Regions from separate parts of the Mus musculus genome. Here all the other regions are linked to region 3. The links are chromatin contacts, called in public Hi-C and HiChIP or PLAC-seq maps. All regions are on one chromosome and are shown on one strand. Each heading gives the region's core, a stretch centred on a gene start, on an enhancer-like site or on the middle of the called end of the contact. The rest is flanking DNA. Distances are from core to core; before and after follow the strand shown.

Region 1 (3,450 bases), core at 346-2,845, 500 kb before region 3:
CACTATTTAGCTAAGAATGGCCTTGGACTTATCTGACCCTTCGGTCTCTACCTCCAAATGCTAGGATATAGGAATGCATTACCGCCCCCAGTCATGATTTCTTTAAATACACCCGTAAGTGTTTTTATTCAGTTTTTTAATAGGAGCACTTGGGAACTGAAGGAAGGAAGACCAGTGGTTCAGGATCAATCTGAGCTACAGAGTGAGTTTGAGGCTAGCCTCGGCTACTTGAGGCGGTGTCTCAAATGATAATGCCCACAAACAACCCAAGACAGCAAAATAAGAAAAAAAAATTAACTGCAGATTTCTCTGTAGCCAGGAATGGCGGTGCACATGTCTAATCTCTGCCTTTAAAGGCAGAAGCATGAAAAATACAAGTTTGAGACCAGCCTGGGCCACACAGAGGGATCTTGTCTCAAAAGAACAGTAGCTATAATAAAAGCTAGTCTCTGGAATAAGACAGATTCTTCAGAAATAATTCGCCTTCTCCACGATGCTCCCTTCCACGGTATTTTTCTTTTCCACTCAAATTAATTTTTAATTGTTTAAAGATTTGTTTAATGTGTATGAGTACACTGTAGCTGTCTTCAGACACACCAGAAAAGGGCATCAGATCACATTGTGGATGGCTGTGAGTTCTCAGCCACCATGTAGTTGCTGGGAATTGAACTCAGGACCTTTGGAAGAGCAGTCCGTGCTCTTAACTACTGAGCCATCTATCCAGCCCCTATTTTTTTTTTTAATTAAGATCATTACCCCATTTAACAAAAAATTAGATCATTATCCTGTTTATACTGAATGCATATTTAGACTTTTCCAGTTTTGTAATCAATGTGCATTTAGCTTTTCCAGTTAGTACTGGCTACTCACTGTTGTTTCCTGTGCTGCACAGCGCTGTCTTTGGTTTTTTTTTTGTTTTGTTTTGTTTTTTTTTTTGTTTTTTTTTTCTGATTCTGAGCTTCAGCGTTTCTCACAGAGAGGGCACACACAGTTCTCAGGCTCTGTGATTTGGAAAAACAAAGTTCACCCTAGAGTTCTACATCCAACTGACATGTCCTCACAAGTGACCCCACTTCTAAGATGGGCTTGCTGGCAAGTGCTTGTGCTCCCAGAAGGCTGGGGCAGGGGGAATCATGAGCTCAAGGCCAGGCTGATCTACATAGTGAGAATCTGTCTAAACACTACCACTAACTCCCTCCCCCCACCCAGAAACAAACGCAACAGCAAGAGACCAAGCAATCAACATAGCAACCGGCCAACAGAAACACCAACTTTATTTCTAAATTAGACTCCGAGGTCCCGTTGCTAAGGGACCTCTCTCTTCTGGGAGTCCTCAGAAGCATGTTTGATGTTTGCTCTCAACTCTAGCCAAGTCCTCCTGCTGGTCATCGGTACATTTTGTCTGCTGCTTTCAAATTGGCCCACATCTAACCTTGGGGATAACTATTCACAGGCTCAGTTCGCCACTTGTGAGCAGGCAAGGTCACACACACACACACACACACACACACACACACACACACACACTCAGAGAGAACACTCAGCAGGTGTGAGGCCTTAAGGGATGAGAGCTTTGGAGAGAAGCTCTCGGGACTGCAGTGTGTGGAGTGAAGGAGCTCCTGGATGTGGCTCCAAGGGCACGGCCAGACCATCTGGAGTCCACTGTCAACGTCACGGAAATCCAGAGAAACATTTTCAGGGAAGAAAGGGCACAGAGGATTTCCAGACTTATAAAGTGACTTGGTGTTTGCTGCTGGCTGTCCCATTCTCTTTACTTCTCCTGCATCTTTGAATTCCTAATCTTGCTTCATATGTATCCGCCTGTTTCCACGGCCTCCGGGCATTTACATTTGGAAGATGCTTCCCACAATACAAATCAAAGCTTCCATCGTTAGCCTGCAGACACTGAGAGAGCACACAGAGCACTGGTTTTCACCCTGAGTTATAAATTGTATGAGTCATACATAGCAAGCAAAGAATTTGCATTAGGTTTGCGCCAACTTCCGTTAAGTTAAAACACACCAACTAATTATTCAAGGAGTATACTTGCAAGGAACAGAGAAAAGAATAGAGACTCACAGTTGAGCAGAGCCTTAAGAGAGACAGATACCAGCCAGTCACAACAACAAGGAGCCCTGACCTTAAGGCCTTAAGTGTCCTTTAATCTGTGAAGTAATGGCATTTAGGAGATGATCCAACACTGCTTGGATATTGTAAGATTTAGGTATGGTTACTGTAAATAATATCTTAACAGCTCTCATCGGTTAGACACAGGCTTAAAATATATGTATGATGTAAGCTGTTGGATTACAAATGACACAAGTGGGTAGTGGGTAGGTGACTGAGGTAAAGAGATGGCTGTGAGTGGGTAAGTTCTGAACTAGAAAATTGGGTGTGTGAAAATTTATATTAGGGCATCTGTTCTTTATAGAGTTGAGACGAACCACCATAAAAAATATCCTTGGAAGAAATTTAAAGCACTTTTAAAAAGAGATATGAATTTAATCAATATGAATGCTCAGATGAAATATAAAGAATGTTGCTTCTTTCCAGTGAGTCTTTTTATCTGACTTTTAAAATTAATTTTTAACATTAGCATGCAAAGTACTGAGTTTTGTCTTGACATTTTCATATATATCATTACCAGTGACGCTTTTCTTGATTTCCTGTGTTCACTATCTACTGATACCCCCTTCATTCACCCAACCTTTCATCCAACTGGTCACCATCCATCTACCATTTGTCTGTTGACCCACTATCTGTCCACCAGCCCATCTGTCCACCATTCATGTGTTTGATGTCCATCTGTCCATCTGTCTGTCCATCTATCCATCCATCCATCTACCCATGTACTCAGCATATACTACCCATCTGTCTATATATCCATCACCAGCAACCCATCTGTTCTTCATCCACCTACCACCTATCCATCTATTCAACCATCCATCCATTATCCATCTGACAATCCACCTACCTGATCATTGATCCACTCACCTATCCTATCACCATTCCATTTGATTAGCCATCCACTTTCCAGTCAACCTACCCACTCCTGCACACTTTCATCTAATTATTCATCTATACTGCCTTGTCTTTCCATAAATTAGCAATAAAGATGGTTACAATACTTGGCCCAGATTTGCTGTGTTAACTTGCGTCACTCCTACTAAAGAGGGCGTGCAGACGAGGATTCCAATCCTGGCAGCTTACTCTGAGGCTGATGGGAAGACCTAGAAGGGAGCAAGGAGGAAAAACTGTCAAGAAGTTGCCTCAGTGAGACAGCACCAATTGCTGCAGCAGCTTTAACGAAATGAAACCTGTTAAACACACGCATCTCAAAACTGTCCCAACTGGGTGGCCATGGCTGTTTTGATGCACCTTGCAGTCAGTGGCTGGTTGAGCACTGTTCTGAGACGCTGTTTCTGGCGCTTCTAGTTTTTCTTTCAAAGA
Region 2 (3,368 bases), core at 802-3,301, 470 kb after region 3:
CCATCATCTTTGGAGCCTCTCAGACACCAACTCTCTCTGCTTCCTGTTTCCACCAATGTGGACCTGTGTTTTCCTTCCACCTCTGTGCCTTATATGCAGGCCCCTTCCTTGCACCTCTTTTTCTGGCGGAAGAATCGTGAACTGATGTTGGAGACAAGAGCAGAGAGTGGAGAGTGGAGAGTGGAGAGTGGAAGGATAGATGGAGTTGGACATGCAGAAGAGGGCGGGGTCTAGGAGGGGCAGCATCTGCTAAGGTCAGCAACAGCATCAAGAACCACACCTCCTGGGTCTCTCCTGCCTCAGTGGTGCTGGGAATTTTATCCTTGATCATACGGGTTCTTGTACAGTGTTGAAAGGGGGCAGGTGGTGGTCTCAAAAATTCTTTCTGAGCAGAAGCTTCTAAAGTCACCTCGCAAACCCCAAACACCCACGAAGAACCTGTAACTTCTTTGCATCATTGACTGTCTTGTCCATAGCAACTTCCTTCCCATCCTAAACATACGTCCTAAAGCCAAATGACCTGAGACCCTGGGAATGTCCCTTCTCAGTACCCTGAATTTGGGTGCCTGGTGAAAATTTCAGCCACACATATAAGAGTGTTTACGTATGCTTCCTTGCTTGCTTGCTTGCTTGCTTGCTTGCTTGCCTTTTAGTACTGTGCTACATTTTTTCAGTACATTAAAAAGAAAGGGACATAGAAGATTGAAGTAGACATTTCCTTCTATAATTGAGATCATAATGGTCTAAGAATACCTCGACAAGACTAAAGGAGCCAATGTGGAGGCCAGGGAGTGCTTTTTCTAGACCAGAATTCCCAGGAAAGGGATTTCCTAGCTCCCACTGTCTATCATCATGTCGATGACATAACCCATAGCAATATCTCACATGCCCAGGTAGCTGGGACTGTCACTTCTGAGGGGTCACTCAACAGATATTTAAATAATTTCAGCACGACATGGACCTGTCTAAAGTCACTGGAAAATATCACTTTGTGATCTCTTGCTGAAATTGTGGTCTATCGATTGTATGTAGAAATAGGTTTCATTAAGGATGTTGTCAAATGAGTGTATGATATACTTCGGCCATGATTCTCCCACACATAATTATCTCTGACTACTCCCTTCCCCCAATTTCAGATTGACCATTGCATTGCCAAAGTTTCTGATTAGTGGCTTTCCTCGTCGGAGTGCTGTTTCTGACGTCACCAGCTATCATTTCTGGAAAGTGCATGCATTTAGAGGCTCCGAGGGATGGTGGCTTCCCATGTATTACTGTTACATGCCAACGGCCCTTGAAAACTGAATGCCATAGTTTCCGATGGTTGCCTGGCTGCATGCCATCCCAGGATCCTGCCAGCCATCATCTTCCTACCCCATCTTTAAAGAAAATTCGATGTCCTCTTGGCAGAAGATGATTTCCTGGACAAACAGGGCAACAGAGGTGCCTTCGTCTCAACACAGATCCCACCAGAGGCTTTTCCAGCCACAAGCACTGAGGGTCTTTGCTGTACACATAAATGGCAAAGGCAGGGGCAGGCAATGAGCCTAGAAACATGAAATAAGGGCCAAGGTGTTTAGAATTGGAAGGAGGGAGGCTGCCCTGCCCAGTTCTCTCCTGGTGTCTTTAAGGTGCCCTCAGAGTCAGCACGCATGCGCGTGGCTCAACTCCTCCTGCGCTCTGTGCCTCAGAGACTGTTTCCCAAGGCTCAGAGTTCCCTGCTTCTTTGCTCTGGTATTTTTACATCTAGGCTGACACTACTGAGTCTGTCACCTTACATCTAGGGAGCTGGGAGAGGTGAGAGGTGGACTGGTACTGCATCTTTAATGGCTGCTGTACTGGGAAGAGAGGGACGTCAGAGCAGGCACAGGGCTCAGGGGTACCCAGAACAACTGCATCACCCTCAGCAGGCTTGCAGGCACAAGTGAGCCCTTTATCACAAACAATGGAAAGTTTGTTGCCGAGGACACAGGGTGCTTTTTCACTGCGTTGGACACATTTACACACACGCTGCCGTAATGAACGGAGGCCTCTGTGGCTGCATTATAGCTCTGAATCACCAAGTCCTTACATATGCATGGTGCCTTAAATCTTCACCCGGCACCGTTGTCGTACCCATTCACTCACGGGCGGCTCTTGACGTTGTTGGTTCTCTTAACTGTAAATGAGATTTGCATGTATGGCATATTTTACCTATGTTCTGTTCTTTGGCCGTCCCTCAATAAAGCAACAGTCTTTGGAGACGCCATGTCTCAGTGTTGTATAATAGAATCCATCCTCTCTTCCGTTGTCTCCTGATTTTCCTCCTCCTTTCTGCTGGCTTGTGTGTTTCTTTCCGTTGGCGTTGGGTCGGGGTTATTGTGCATTGTTTGGCTCAGCTGGCTGAGTTCCTGGTTGATTGGTTTTATACTCTTTGCTCTTTTCACTGTCATTCATAAACATACACACATATACACACACAGACACATCACACACGCACATATACACACATCACACACATACATATACACATACAAACACACATACACAAACACATGCACACATCATAAACATACACACACATATACACATCACACACACACACCACAGGGGTATAGGAGAAGTGAAAGGGGAGAGAGAGACAAAGAGAGAGAGAGAGAGAGAGAGAGAGAGAGAGAGAGAGAGAGAGAGAGAGAGAGAGGAAATTCAGTGTTCTGACTTTGCCTACACATGGAGAGTATTCTTTTCCCCAAAACCACCTATCATTTTATGCACGTGTGTGTGTGCATGTGTGTGTGTGTGTGTGTGTGTGTGCATGTGTGTGAGTGTGTAAATTGTGCATGTGTTCACTGAGGAGGCCAGGGAACAACACTGAGTGTCATCTTCACAAACACCATCCACCTCCTCTGAGGCAGTATCTCCCAGCCAGGGAGTCTCAGTGATCCTCCTGTCTCCACTACCGGGTGACGGGATTCCAAGTGCACACCACTTAGTCCAGGACTTGAAAGTGAGTTCTGCGTCTTCCTGCACTGGAAAGGGACATGCTTTTCCAACTGAACCACTTCTGTACGTGGGGCTGGCTCAGAGGTCCCGAGCACGGTCTGCTCTTCCTCAGGACGTAGTTGAACACAGCCTTGCAGTTTTAGACACACGGGGCAGTGGTGTGAAAAACATTTGCAGCGTTGTTCAGTCCAATTCCAGAGCACTTTCCATTTTGCAGAACTGATTATATGTCCCACAAAATAACAGCTCACATCTTCTCTTGGAAAATAAACAAGACAAGGAAAAAAACTGATAGGCTTGCAACAATTATTCTGGTCTGTGAAGTGATCTGATTGTGGCTTCATTTTCTCCGCTCAGAAATACCATTCTGGTAAACCAGCCATGTTCTA
Region 3 (3,180 bases), core at 569-3,068:
ACATGTTTATGAAATTCTCAGGGCAGGTGGCGCTATTTAGGCGATCAGATGAGAACGGATGAGGCAGTGGTTTCCTCAATATCGTCTGTGGGCTCTCCGGATGGCATTGCTATCTGTAATGTGTGTAGTTGGCTAAAACAACCAAGCACCAGACATGAAAGCATTGTCACGAAGGCCCTTGGGGGGTGGGGGTGGGGGAGAATCACATGCAGTGACCTTATGGCCAAGGCGCAGACAAGGGAGGAATTTTAGAAAGCATGTCAGTTTGAGTGGGTGAGGTGCTCATTCAACGAGGTGCCGCTGAATCCGCAGTGTGACCTTAGGAGTTTTAGCCAGGAGACAAATGGAGACTCAAAGTCTGGGCAACTTGCTCTGAATAAAGAGCTGGGGTGTCAGCAGGCTAGTTCAGTTCCAGACTCTAGGGTCCTCCTTACCGTCTGCTAGTTCTTGATTGACTTAGCTATCTGCTCTTTGATACATACCAATCACTGTCTCATCATCCCAGGCCCTGTGCTGGCAGTTGAAATATTTCCCAAACCCACTGGCCTATTGCTCAGTGTCTCGCTGTGACAGATGCCACGTGATATATTGATACCAGTATTGAATGTAACTTATACACATTTTCTTTACTTTCTTTCTTTTTTTTCATTTATATATTTTTTTTTTTTGTTTTTTTGTTTTTGTTTTTGTTTTGTTTGGTTTGGTTTGGTTTGGTTTTTTTGAGTCAGGGTTTCTCTGTGTAGTCATGGCGGTCCTGGAACTCACTCTGTAGACCAGGCTGGCCTGGAACTCAAAAATCTGCCTGCCTCTGCCTCCCAAGTGCTGGGATTAAAGGCATGCGCCACCACTGCCCGGCTACTTATACACATTTTCTACAACAAAAATGGCATTCATTTTCTTTTTCATATTGCTTTGGCTACTAGGAAGCTCATTTGTCCAAATCACAGCAACTCGGTTGTAGTTGGAAGTTAGCGTTTTAGTTTTATAAACTTTTTTTGCGGTCCAAGTTTTCTATCTCAGATGGATAAATGCCTTTTATTGTAAAACCCATAAGTCCTCTCAGGAAGAAAGCTGCACGAAAATAAGGACTTTCCTGCCTTAGCTTTAGATCTCTTCGAGGGAAGAACCGCCTTATGTGTCCCTGTTTCTCTAATCTCCAACACTCCCCAACTCTAGGACTCCTTGAGCCATGGCTAGCACTGTTTCGAGCCCTTGGGAATAGCTCAGGGACTCTGAAAGGTCACATCCAAAGGGGGAAAAACAGAATTTTCTCAAGCCATGACTCACTCTGGCTTTGGTTCACGCTTGTGGAGTGTCGGCCAGTCCCACCCTCACCTGAGCAGTTAATAAAATCTATTGCTCCTTGATGGATTTTTCCTGCAAGCTAGAATTGATCTGTCCACTCTGTGATTTGTGGTGATGGCAGAAAAACACCAAACACCACCGGTGGCTGAGCCACTTTGGGGGCCGATGGGGGCGGGGGGGGGGTGAGGGGGAGAGGGCGAACGAAAAACAAAGCCAAAGAAATCTACCAGCAAGACTCTTAGGGCATAGAGGGCTGCGGCTGCGGGGGTCATTTTATGTGATTTATTGGGAATAAAGTGGATCTTATTAACATTTTAATAAAGAGAATCTTTTTTCGCAATGTGTTAGAAGTGGCTGCCGGTCCCGGGTGCAATTCCAGTTCCTAGGGAAAGTGGAATCAGTTGGCATTGCCCAGCCTGATTTGTGAGGCTGGGCACCAGGAGTCAAAAAAAAAAAAAAAAAAAAAGCCAACGTGCCGCCTCCTTGCTCGGAGGGGGCTCTCCCTGCGAGGTGCTCGCCCCTATCTGCCATGCAAAACGAGGGAGCGTTATGAAGGAATCCGTCTTGTAAAGCCATTGGTCCTGGTCATCAGCCGCTACCCAATGCTTTCGCGATGCTGCCGCTGATCTATTTGGGAAGTTGGCTGGCTGGCGAGGCAGAGCCTCTCCTCAAAGGCTGGCTCCCACGGAAAATATGCTCAGTGCAGCCGCGTGTGTGAATGCAAACGCCGCCAGGCGCTTCTTCTAGTCGGGCAAGATGCAGCCGAGAACTCCGCTCACCCTGTGCGTCCTGCTGTCCCAGGTAGGGAATGTGAGCCGCAGTCAGCGCGCTCCCACCAGCTTTCTGCATTCAGATCGCCCTGCTTGGTGATGGCCAGAAGCAATCGGAGGGACGCGGGGCTTCTGCTAGCCGCCGTGCAGATATACCCGGCTAGCTCAGATGCGAGGTCACCCTCAGCTCCGATCCTAGAGGAGCCTGGCTCCTCTTGCCGGCTAGTGTGTGTGTGTGTGTGTGTGTGTGTGTGTGTGTGTGTGTGCGCGTGTAAGCTCATTCTAGGGAAGACAGAGCCTTTTTGCAAGCAAAGCGACATCCTGGCTGACATCAAGTAGGGTAACTTTGGTTCGCCTCCTCCCGAGGTTCGTGCATCGGATACACACTCCTTTCGAGGCGACTCCTAGGGATTGTGCTTGCCCCGTAGCCCAGTGCCTTAGCCGGGAGGAGGGGGGGCGGGAAGAGCCATTCGGTTCAGCCGGCAGCCGGGCTGGGAGAGGCCGGAGCTGGCATCACTGACTTCCCGGGGCGCTCGTCCTCTCTTCGCCCAGCTCGGCTGGCGAGCTGCAAGGCGCCTCCCGCCAGCGGATCTCCGCAGCCCGGCTGCTGCTGTCTTTCAAAGCAAGGCGCCCGCCGCTCCGGCTTTGGGGTCTTCCGGCTCTCCAGCTCCGGGCTGAAAGGGGCCTGAGCACGATCCCCGGTCTCCTCTGCATAGCGCAGGCCCACTACCCCCAGCCCCTTGGGCCCCCATTGTCCAGACAGCTGGAGCTCCTGCCCGAGCCCAGGCTGCAGCCTCTGTTGTCTTCCCCGGGCGGGCGGGTGGCGCTGAGCACAAGGAAAAGTTCAAGCCTCCTCACCAGGCTGCAGCTGCCTGGCAGATAACCCTCCAGATCCTTGCGGTGCCAGGGCAAGGTTGGGAGAGCAGGAGAGGCATGTTGGGGCTCTCCTCAGCCCGGCTGAAGCTCGGAGATCCCTGGAAGTTTGGGTGTAGGAAAGCAACACTTAGGGGACAGGCCAGAGGCACTGGAGGCTGAGGAGGCACGCCCAGTCCTCCTCTAAGGACTGAAGCTCCAGGAAGCATGCTGGCATACTGGCTCGGTCCCT
Region 4 (3,185 bases), core at 362-2,861, 320 kb after region 3:
TGTGGTGGGCTTTGAGACCTTTCTCCTAGTTGACTGAAAATAGTCTGATCCTGTCTTCCTTTCAATGAGATGTAGAACTCTTGACTCCTCCAGAATCACGCCTGCCTGGATACTGCCTTGCTCCCACTTGATGATAAAGGACTGGACCTCTGAACCTGTAAGCCAGCCCCGATTAAAGCATTCCACTGCTTTCCAAATCCAATGTCCCCAAATCTACATTCTTCCAAACAAAAGCATGGTCAGGGCTATCACAGCAATACCTTAGTTCCTGGTGCCAACTTTTTTCTTAGTTAGGGTTCATTGCTATGAATAGACAACATGACCAAGGCAGTTCTTATAAAGGACAACATTTAATTGGGGCTGGCTTACAGGTTTGGAGGTCCACTATCCATTATTATCAACAAGGCCACCCCTCTTAAAAGTGCCACCCCCTGGGCCAAGCATATTCAAACCACCACAGTAAGGCAGTGTGGAACATTTGTGTCCAGGGGTTTCTTTGTACGGTCATTTTTGTTCCCTGAGATGAATGCCCAAAAGTGTAGTGCCTAGGTTAAGTGGCAATTACATGCTTTGTTTTATAAAAATCAATCAAACAAACAAACAAAACAAAAATCAAACGAACAAAAACAGCTTGCAGAGTTGTTACAGTACTGGCTTGTGCCTTGTACATTTTCCTTGAGAATCTTGAGCCATAAAGTTATTGATAAGATTTTTAGAAACAGCTTCTGGCTGGAGCATCGTCGAGACTGTGTGTAGGGAAGGCAACTGAGTAGTCGGAGATGAGGGAGAGTGCTTTCCAGAGTCCAGGGGTGAGGGGGTCACAGTATGCCAGGAGGTGATGTCACCATATGAAGAACAGCACTGGGCAGATGCCGAGTGTGTGGTGGATGGTTACTGGAGAATTCATTTCTCATAAACAGAGCCAAGGCACAGTGGAGGAGGATTGTTGAGCTTCAAGCTTGAACCGGCAGGTGGCTGGCAACCCTGTTTTTCATGAGATTTCAGAACACTGCGCAGGAGCTGGCCGAGGGTGAGTGCCGTGATTAAGTTGTGGTGCCATCAGACTTCCAAGCAGAACACTTGAATTGGAGGTAGCAGTGAGGGTCAGGAGCCAGAAAGAAATATGGGAAGCTAGAGACAGTAAGAGAAAGGATCCGATCTGCAAACGTGCCCAGTGAACAATGTTGCAAAGTCTCCTGGGAAACTCAACAGCAACCATGAGCATCCTCTGTCATTTTCCAAGCCTCCGGAAGGAAGCAGCATCTCAGGCTTCAGTGTCAAAGTGGCACAGAGAACCAGTAAAGGATGTCTTCCGGAAAGAATGACAGAGGCCAGAGTTTCACTTGAGTTCTCTTCTGTATCCCCTGGGCACTTCCTTGTCAAGTTACAAAGGAGGTTGGCTCTTTGTGCTTGTCTGTTGCGATGTGTCCCCTCTGTTTTAAAAAAAAAAAATGGCTAATGCCAACACGTCCACTGAGGTTTTTAATTACAGGGAGTTCTCAATACAAATCACTTGGAGTTCGAGTGTTTCTGTTCTCTGTTGTGATTCAGAGGGGAGTGGGGGGGGGATGCAGTCATACAGGAAGGTGCTTGCCTGCCAGAGCGTGTCATGCTGGATTCTGCCTTGGCAGGGGCTGCCGTGAGCAGCAGCTGAGACATCCGAGCAGGTGTCCTGAATCTGAGACTGTGTCTCTGCCTTCCAGAGCCCCCCGAACTCTCCACCGCACAACACAGCTGAATCTTCACACCTCCCTGAGCCCTGTCCACACTGGAAGCACCTTTCCATCTGTATTAAACAGTTCGCCAGTTGCCACGATGAAGTCCAAATTAGGGGTGGAGAGGGTTTCTTTGGCTCACATTTGGAGGCCATAGTCCCTCACGTGGGGGAGTCACAGAGGCAGGAACATGAGGCAGCTTGTCACTTCGAATCCATACTTAGTTTCCCTCGGCCACCTTTTCTACAGTCCTGTGTCTCAGCTCAGGGAATGGCACCACCTGCAGTGGCCAGGTCTTCCCACTTCAATTAACCTAGTCAAGGTTATTCCCTTATAGCTTTGCCCAGAAACCCTGTGATTCTAGATTCCATTAAGTTTGTAATTGAGATTAACCATCATCCCCGGGGCAGTTTCTGTCCCTACAACTGTGGCTCTACTCCATCCCAAACTTATAAACTCTCTTCTGCCTCCACACTCTAGGGGAGGTCTCCTGCACCCAGGATCTGACGTTTACATTGAGTTACCACCTCTGACATTCTCATAGGCTTCTTTCTCTTTGTTCAATAACAACTATAATTATATGGCATTTGCCCTCCGTGCCCAAGACATTTTCCATGCATTTGTCTAACTGCAGGTCAAAAATATTTAAAACAACCAAAAGACATGCATGCTGAATAGATACTGGCTTTTTTATTTTGTTTGAATTCCATCAAGAATACAGCATAATAACTATATCCATGTTACTCAATATTGCAATTAGGCGAAAGAAAGCTGGAGACTCTCTATGTGTTACGCAAATGTGACATAATCTTATATAGTGGATTCAAACATCTGTAGGTCTTGGCGTACAAGGGAGGCCTGTGGCCAATCTGCCAGGCTGACTAAGCGACAGTGTGTTAGCATGATAAGATGTCCTCAGAGCTGGACCTTAAGGGTGGAAATGGTTTCTTTTAGCTTGTAGTTCTAAGGAGACACTGGCCATCATGTCTGCAAAACCCATGGCAGCAAAAGCCATGACAGTAAGAGCGAGCAGCTGGCTGAGCACACTACCGGTTGCATTCAAAAGCAGAGTGAACAGGAAGTGGGGGTCAGGGTGTCACACCTCAAGGCTCACCCACCAATGATCCACGTCCTCTGGTGAGGCGCCACCCACAAAGGCCCCAGAACCTTCTAAACAGGGTACAAAGTGTTCAAATGTGTGAGCCTGAAAGGGATATTTTATATCCTGCACATAACAGACAACCATGATACCTTCTGTTATAGAATGATTGGTTCAACCTGCTTTCTTCATAACAATATACATTCCATGCTGACCGCGCTCACAGCCGACTTCTGTTTACCTGCGGAATCCTCCACGCTTAACAGCAATTCCCAGTGTGGGAGAAGCAGTTCCTGAAATGGCTAAATGATCTATGTGTAACAGGAGAAACCCATTTCCCCTGGAGGTGGGAAACCCATAGGGAACACTGT
Region 5 (3,344 bases), core at 22-2,521, 430 kb after region 3:
CACTGGGCCCGAGTTCAATCCTCAGAATGCATGTAAGAAAGCTGGCATCCTAGCACATGGCTACAGTCCCAGTGCTGGGAAGGGGAAGATTCCCTAGGGCTTGCGGCCCACCCAGGCAAGGCCGGTGGCTGAGCTCCTGGTTCAGGGAGAGACCCTGTCTCAAACAACGTAGGTATGCTCTGAGGAAGAATGCCACCTGAGGTGTTCTATGTTCTCGTTCTCTCTCTCTCTCTCTCTCTCTCTCTCTCTCTCTCTCTCTCTCTCTCTTTCTCTCTCTCTCTCTCTCAGCTTCTCTGTTTCTGTCTCTCTCTCAGTTTCTCTGTCTCTCTCTCAGCTTCTCTGTCTCTCTCTCAGCTTCTCGTCTCTCAGCTTCTCTCTCTCTCAGCTTCTCTGTTTCTGTCTCTCTTTCTCTCAGCTTCTCTGTCTCTCAGCTTCTCTCTCTCTCAGCTTCTCTGTCTCTGTCTCTCTTTCTCTCAGCTTCTCTGTCTCCGTCTCTCTCTCAGCTTCTCTGTCTGTCTCTCTCTCTCTCTCTCAGCTTCTCTGTTTCTGTCTCTTTCTCTCAGCTTCTCTGTCTCTCTCTCTCAGCTTCTCTGTCTGTCTGTCTCTCTCTCTCTCAGCTTCTCTGTCTCTGTCTCTCTTTCTCTCAGCTTCTCTGTCTCTCTCTCTCAGCTTCTCTGTCTGTCTGTCTGTCTGTCTGTCTCTCTCTCTCTCTCAGCTTCTCTGTTTCTGTCTCTCTTTCTCCCAGCTTCTCTGTCTCTCTCTCAGCTTGTCTGTCTGTCTGTCTGTCTCTGTCTCTGTCTCTGTCTCTGTCTCTGTCTCTGTCTCTGTCTCTGTCTCTGTCTCTGTCTCTCTCTCTCTCTCTCACACACACACACACACACACACACACACACACACAGAGAGAGAGAGAGAGAGAGAGAGAGAGAGAGAGAGAGAGAGAGAGAGAGATGCACACCTTAACATACTTTTCTTGTTACATGCTTTACAAATATAGCTCCACAGGATAGAAAGCTTTGTTCTCATGATTTTGAAGGAAAGACCAGAAGCAGATGAAGCAGATGGAGAGGTTAAAGCCCTGCATAGTCAGGTAGGACACTGCAGAGCTTAGTGAGATTTTCTCTCGGGAAATCTGCCACCAGAGTCTCATCCTCTTGGCCATGCTTTGTCTCAGAAGGGCTTCTCTCACTTCTTTTCAGCACCCGCTGTCCTGTCCCTTCCTGACCCAGGGCCATTTCACCCTTATCAGCTCTCCCCAAATGCTCGCTGTAGCCACTGGATCCACCGATAACCCTGGTCACCTTACAGTGGATGGTCCACACAGCTCTGGGACCGCAGAGCTGACACATTGCGTCTGTCTCTCAAGCAGGCAAGCCGCTAGCAATTATCTCTTAGAGTCTGAAAACAAAGCGTCTGCAGTAACGGTTCATCCAGGATGTGTCTCTCGGGTTCCAGGCACCAGCCCGAAATCAATGTTTCAGACCAGATAAGGAAATGAAAGAAACAAAGAGAGAGAACCACAGGCCCATCCCACTGGAAAAATTCTCCAAAATATTTTAGGCCAATTTCAACTTTTTTTTTCCCCCCAAGAATCTTGATTGAAAAAAAAATCTTGTGTTTACCTAAAATATCACACTGGCCGTTCTGGAAGCTTCTTGCTCCTCGGAGTGTTTATTAAGAAATGCTGCTCTTGCCACAACAAATTTCAGCGTTCTTGGCTTCTGAAAAGCTGTAAAATCATTAGTTATCTCTTAAAATGTATTATTAGAAATTCATGATCTTCCTGTCTCTGTGTCTGAATATCTTGGCACAGGCCACTATGAACTTAATCTGGACAGTCATGGGATGTCTATGCTGACCTTTGAGGTCCCTTCTAGTCAACAGCAATGAATTCATGAACTTGGACTAAAGATTACCAACAGATCTGTTGAAATCTCCCTTTGTTTCCCTCTGGTCTTGAGGAGTAAGTTAACAGATATTGATTTTTATTTCTCGACCTGCAGAGAAATGAGTGTTTCACTGTTGACATTTTTATGATCTGTAGTTTCCGGTCTATTTAATAGCCCTGGTGTGATATTATAAAAAAGGATCTTGATCGTAAAACAACTGTTATAGAAGGTTCTTTCAGCCAAGCAAACCTAGCTGAGTGAATCCGCTTCCTCACAGAGGAAAGTCTTGGTTGTCACATCAGGAAGAGAAACGTTACTTGGGTTGGACAGAGATAAGAGTCTCCCTGTACACCACGTGATGGTTGGCTTACTATTGCTCTCAAAGAATGACCAAATTGCTTTGTTTTTGGTCTGGGAAAGTCTGACCCATGGACCCTTGGAAACGCAAACCTTAAAACCTGATTCAGCAAAGGTCTTGTCTTGGGCAACAGTATTTTGAGTCAGATTGGGTTAAGCTAGGCTGCTATGACAAACAGCTCCCTAAATGTGTAACAACCTTAACAACAGGGATTTATTTCTTGTTCATGATACATTATCAATGTAGGCTAACGGGAATTATGTTCTACACAGTCTGCTACACTAGACGATGGCATCAATATCTATTGCTTGTTTGTTTTGAGATAGAGTCTCACTGTGGATCTTAGGCTGGTCTTGAACGTGGGGCTATCTATCCTCTTGCCTCAGGTTCCCTACTTCTGACACTGTAAGCATGAGCCATCTAATATCATGAGGTGATGTGCCAGCACGGTCTGTGTCATAAAAGGACAACATTCTAGATTTATCTGTCTTCCCAGTACATGGTTTTATAGGAGGGATAACATTTCTTACTGTCATCCTTTGGTCCTGAATGTGGCACAGCCCTGTCTTACCGCAAAGAGGACAGGAAAGTGTGGCTCTGGACATACTCAGAAGAGAAGAGCCAGTCATATACACAAGTATTAGAAATGCTAACCACAGCAACCAGGGTGGAGTGAGTGAGTGTTCCATGTGTCCAGGCAATGTGTCAAGGCCCTACCAACTTTGTTTCATCTAAGTCATACTCAGTGTGCCAGTACTGTTAGAGGTATGCTTCCATGAGGTTTTCTTCTCAGGAAAGGACAGTAGACAGGAAGTGAGGAGGCTAAACAATTAGCCGAGGCTATCTCTGCCTGTGGACAGAGTCGCTGAACTGTTAAGCTGCTGTTCTCCATGGCCTCCAGACAGCTGTGGCCAAAACACGGCCCATCTGCACTTGGAGGCTGAGAAGAGCAACTGCTGCCTTCACTGGGACAATAATGCTCCCACATTGGAGAGAAAGAGGACTCTAACTGAAGGGAGCTGCAGATTCTTTTCCCTCCCACACCGCTGGGAAACTGTCAGCTCAGGAAACCGGTTTTCAGGTGCAAACACGTTGGGCTT
Region 6 (3,179 bases), core at 110-2,609, 260 kb after region 3:
TGCTTTTAACTTGGGGTTGCCTCAACCCTAAGGCAGTAATAAGTAACATGGCTTCATTGAGTTTCTGAAGGAGATACATCCCAAGCTGGGCTTACTTGGAAGATCCGTTGGAAGGTCGGTGCTCATTCACTTGTTCTCTCTTGCCTTCTCCCACCCCTTGTAATTCTTGGATACAAGGAATGTTCCTCCAAGAAAGTACTGGTTTTGTTGATGCCAGCATCTTTTTAAACCAAACTTATCTTTAGGTGCCTCTTAGAAACTTTACAGAGTCTTATTGTAGATCCTTGGCATCTCTGCAAGGCTGAGACTTAAGGGCTTTTGTGTCCTTGTCTCAGATCCCCTGCACCTAGTGAGCATCATAAGAAGTCAAATGGATGGATACTATGGCAGATTCCTCACGGCCTTGGGTCTTCTAGAGAGTCACGTCAAGGACTTTGTTCCATTGCTGTAGCTGCTAATGGGCAGTCAGACATGATTTCTCTTTTGACACTAGAAAATTTCCTCCAACCAAGCCCAGTTGACATATACTTGAAATCCCAGTGCAGTGGAGACAGAGGCAAGATCACAAATTTGAAGCCAGCCTGAATTTCAAAGCAAGAGATACTATTACACACATACACACACACACACAGAGAGGCGGGGGTGGGGGTGGGTAGCATGGGGTGGGGTTCTTTTAAGTAGAACCAGGGAATACCGTGAGTCATACAAGCCATTCTTTGGGCTCATCTATGACTAAGCAGCATGGTGAGGAACCTGAGGATGCGACACTAAAAATCACCAGGCCAGTGAGTGTGTACATCTGTAAGCATGGGTATGTGTGTCTACAGACAGGCACACGTGCATCTCAAAGCTGCACACTGTGCCTTGGGAGTTACTTGGTCCCTGCCTCTCCCTATAAGTTCAGATGATGCACAGTGTGGCTTTGGGGGCTCGCTGCTGCTCAGTGCAATTTTGATCCCTTTCAGGCAGCTGTTGGCTCAGGTGGCTAAGACTGACTGTGAGGCTAACACTGAAATAATGTGGTCCCCCCCCCCCCATTGCTTCCCTACAAATCTCAGCTCTCCCCTTGTGAGCTTGTGGCTCTGGGCAAGCTACTTAGCCTCTCTGTGCTCTGATTTTTTTTTTTTAACTGAGACTTGGAGGTGATGGGAACCTTCTCTCTTGAAGTCCTCAGGATCACAGTGGACACCCGTGACGCCTCGGGACAGACAGAAAACCCCAGGCAAGAATTCACTGTCAGTACTATTGATGCTTTCTCAAATACACATAGCTTTCGTGCCGGCACACCCACATCTCACTTAACTTATTCAGAAAGATTAGTTCTGCCTGACATTTGCCTGTTTCTAAAACCCTATCCACGTTCCCTGAACAAAGAGGCCCCTCACAAAGGTTTTTCTGAGGGCTGTGTTTCCTGCCCCGTGCATGGCTCTTATGGGGAAAGTATTTTTGGCAAGTGACATTTTCTGGTTACAATAGTAAGTCATGTCACTTCATGGTCGTTTTAAGGGGTGAAAAGAGTCATTTCAGTATACAAACTATTCCCTTGTTATTTTATTACCTACCAGAAAGAAGGTTTGGGCAAGAGAAATCTAAAACACATTGAGAAATCACTACAAGTTTTTCTGTCATTTAGTATTGAATTAAAAATAGCTAGAAAAGAAAAACCCTAATTGAAAAACTCAGTACATTTCATTTTATTTTTTTTTTCCAGTGCAACAATATGTTGACTGAATTTTCCAAATTACTAAAAGCACTCAGGCGGTTCTGGGAATTTGAATCTGGTAACCCTTCAGCTCTTTCTATTTAGAATGCTGGCATTTTATACCGGTGTCAAATATGATAATTATTTTTCACAGATATTGAGCTTAATAGAGTAATTGCTGAACAGATTTCCGCACTTGGCTCTGCCAGACAAAGCCGAGGAAATCTGCAAGCTGGGGACAAGTTGTTTCTCTGAACACTTTCCCTGGGAATTGTCTAAGAAATTTGTTATTGATGAATGAGAGGGGACAAGATGGATCCAGACAGCTATCCAGAGTTATTGTAAGTTTAGACATGACCAACCCAACCTCAAAGGTTCATGCAAACTAACAAGAAAGCAGGAAGAGAGAGACACTTTACAGTCTTCAAAGCCAGATGAAGACCTGGAGGAAAATCCTTCATATATATTTAATGTGTTTCAGAAGTGATATGAATCATATGTGTTGGCCTCTGCAGTTTTGGTAGATATGACTTAAAAATAAGAGAAGTGCAGAGATGGATGGAGGCAATTTTTAATAGGACCTCAGCCTTGAAAGAAAATGTTAATAACATGCTGGTTTTCTTGGTTGGCTTGTTTTGTTTTTGTTTATTATTGGTTTTTTTTTTTTTTTTTGGTTTTGTTTGTTGGCCCTGAAAGGCAGTGTTTATACAGAGTAACCAAACTGGGAAGCCTAGGCTCAGGTGAACTGTGTTCTTTAATTACTGCCAGCGTGCCAGTGGGATCACTGTATTACAAAGTCCAGTTTTCAGTCTTGGCTGTTGCAGAGGAGATACTTGGTTTGAAGTGATATGGTGGCTTTCTGTCACATAGGAAGAGCAACCTCATTATTTTAGGATTGGGTTGGCCTTTCTTGCCAGGTCTGAACCAAGTACTTTTCCTACTGGGCAAGAGCTTATGACACCAGAGCCTGAGAGTTTCCTGGACATCTCTATAGCTAGCCTTTAAGTACATGGCCGCTTCATACCACTGATGTGCTAGGAACAGCATGGCCTCTCTGTGGACCTCAGCCATGCCCACTGTCTCCCAAATACACCGTCTAACCCAGTGAAACACATAGGACTCTTAAGATCTTGAAGGATGGCTGCCATCCTGGGATGTAGGGTGAACATAAAACACACACCAGGCTTCAGAGACCTAGCATAGACCAGGATTTTTCTTTTTAAATCACATGAATAGTTTCTATATCATATAAAATGACGATTTGTGACTACACAAAGTTAAATAAAATATATTATTAAGACGAATCCTATCATCACTGGAAACGTTTGATTTTACTTTTTAATGAAGCTCTTGGATAATTTAAATATTCACACGACACAGTATGGGTTAGGTTTCCGCTGCGAAGCTCTTGTCTATTGAATGGAGAAAGCTGTGGGCACAGAGGACACTGAGAACACAGAGCTGTGGCCAATGGACT

Evidence for each region. A called contact is a pair of places that touch in the nucleus more often than the background predicts. HiChIP or PLAC-seq counts read pairs in DNA pulled down with a chosen protein or histone mark.
Region 1: a contact with region 3 is called in an H3K27ac HiChIP or PLAC-seq map of neural progenitor cells, with 5 times the contacts expected there. The contact joins the enhancer-like site here to the promoter of Cdh13 in region 3. A contact is called at or near these places in 1 of 39 promoter capture datasets (hippocampal neurons), 14 of 484 Hi-C or Micro-C datasets (the HL-1 cell line, cerebral cortex, cortical neurons and 7 more) and 9 of 115 datasets of contacts at active chromatin or transcription factors (SST interneurons, embryonic basal ganglia, embryonic forebrain and 5 more).
Region 2: a contact with region 3 is called in an H3K4me3 HiChIP or PLAC-seq map of forebrain, with 5 times the contacts expected there. The contact joins the enhancer-like site here to the promoter of Cdh13 in region 3. A contact is called at or near these places in 1 of 484 Hi-C or Micro-C datasets (embryonic stem cells), 9 of 115 datasets of contacts at active chromatin or transcription factors (cardiomyocytes, embryonic basal ganglia, embryonic forebrain and 6 more) and 1 of 9 other capture datasets (embryonic stem cells).
Region 4: a Hi-C map of muscle stem cells shows a contact between it and region 3, with 4 times the contacts expected there. The contact joins the enhancer-like site here to the promoter of Cdh13 in region 3. A contact is called at or near these places in 1 of 39 promoter capture datasets (hippocampal neurons), 8 of 484 Hi-C or Micro-C datasets (cerebellar granule neurons, cerebral cortex, cortical neurons and 4 more), 10 of 115 datasets of contacts at active chromatin or transcription factors (SST interneurons, astrocytes, embryonic forebrain and 6 more) and 2 of 9 other capture datasets (adipose tissue and embryonic stem cells).
Region 5: an H3K27ac HiChIP or PLAC-seq map of heart atrium shows a contact between it and region 3, with 8 times the contacts expected there. The contact joins the enhancer-like site here to the promoter of Cdh13 in region 3. A contact is called at or near these places in 1 of 39 promoter capture datasets (liver), 17 of 484 Hi-C or Micro-C datasets (the HL-1 cell line, cardiomyocytes, cerebral cortex and 8 more), 10 of 115 datasets of contacts at active chromatin or transcription factors (SST interneurons, cardiomyocytes, embryonic basal ganglia and 6 more) and 1 of 9 other capture datasets (embryonic stem cells).
Region 6: a Hi-C map of muscle stem cells shows a contact between it and region 3, with 2.2 times the contacts expected there. The contact joins the enhancer-like site here to the promoter of Cdh13 in region 3. A contact is called at or near these places in 6 of 484 Hi-C or Micro-C datasets (cortical neurons, embryonic fibroblasts, embryonic stem cells and 3 more), 5 of 115 datasets of contacts at active chromatin or transcription factors (embryonic basal ganglia, embryonic forebrain, embryonic midbrain and 2 more) and 1 of 9 other capture datasets (embryonic stem cells).

Annotation. Positions count from the first base shown.
Region 1 is chr8:117,777,611-117,781,060 of GRCm38.p6, forward strand. No RefSeq gene overlaps it. Among named protein-coding and RNA genes, the nearest start is that of Gm39261, 2.9 kb to the left of the region's middle. Within about 2 kb of position 1,596, at least 16 of the 459 cell types and tissues checked have an H3K27ac peak or open chromatin away from gene starts, as enhancers often do. A contact at or near this core is called in neural progenitor cells and uterus, where this site is marked.
Region 2 is chr8:118,751,955-118,755,322 of GRCm38.p6, forward strand. The region is part of intron 3 of Cdh13 (cadherin 13); the gene reads left to right. Among named protein-coding and RNA genes, the nearest start is that of Gm31893, 300 kb to the right of the region's middle. Within about 2 kb of position 2,052, at least 32 of the 459 cell types and tissues checked have an H3K27ac peak or open chromatin away from gene starts, as enhancers often do. A contact at or near this core is called in forebrain and neural progenitor cells, where this site is marked.
Region 3 is chr8:118,281,793-118,284,972 of GRCm38.p6, forward strand. It overlaps Cdh13 (cadherin 13), which reads left to right and starts at 1,819. Exons shown (of 14, transcript NM_019707.5): 1 at 1,819-2,106. The coding sequence starts at 2,062. All of the region lies in intron 2 of Gm51555 (a long non-coding RNA gene), which reads right to left.
Region 4 is chr8:118,600,685-118,603,869 of GRCm38.p6, forward strand. All of the region lies in intron 2 of Cdh13 (cadherin 13), which reads left to right. Among named protein-coding and RNA genes, the nearest start is that of Gm24035, 180 kb to the left of the region's middle. Within about 2 kb of position 1,612, at least 9 of the 459 cell types and tissues checked have an H3K27ac peak or open chromatin away from gene starts, as enhancers often do. A contact at or near this core is called in muscle stem cells and neural progenitor cells, where this site is marked.
Region 5 is chr8:118,712,005-118,715,348 of GRCm38.p6, forward strand. All of the region lies in intron 3 of Cdh13 (cadherin 13), which reads left to right. Among named protein-coding and RNA genes, the nearest start is that of Gm24035, 290 kb to the left of the region's middle. Within about 2 kb of position 1,272, at least 18 of the 459 cell types and tissues checked have an H3K27ac peak or open chromatin away from gene starts, as enhancers often do. A contact at or near this core is called in heart atrium, where this site is marked.
Region 6 is chr8:118,538,287-118,541,465 of GRCm38.p6, forward strand. All of the region lies in intron 2 of Cdh13 (cadherin 13), which reads left to right. Among named protein-coding and RNA genes, the nearest start is that of Gm24035, 110 kb to the left of the region's middle. Within about 2 kb of position 1,360, at least 11 of the 459 cell types and tissues checked have an H3K27ac peak or open chromatin away from gene starts, as enhancers often do. A contact at or near this core is called in muscle stem cells, where this site is marked.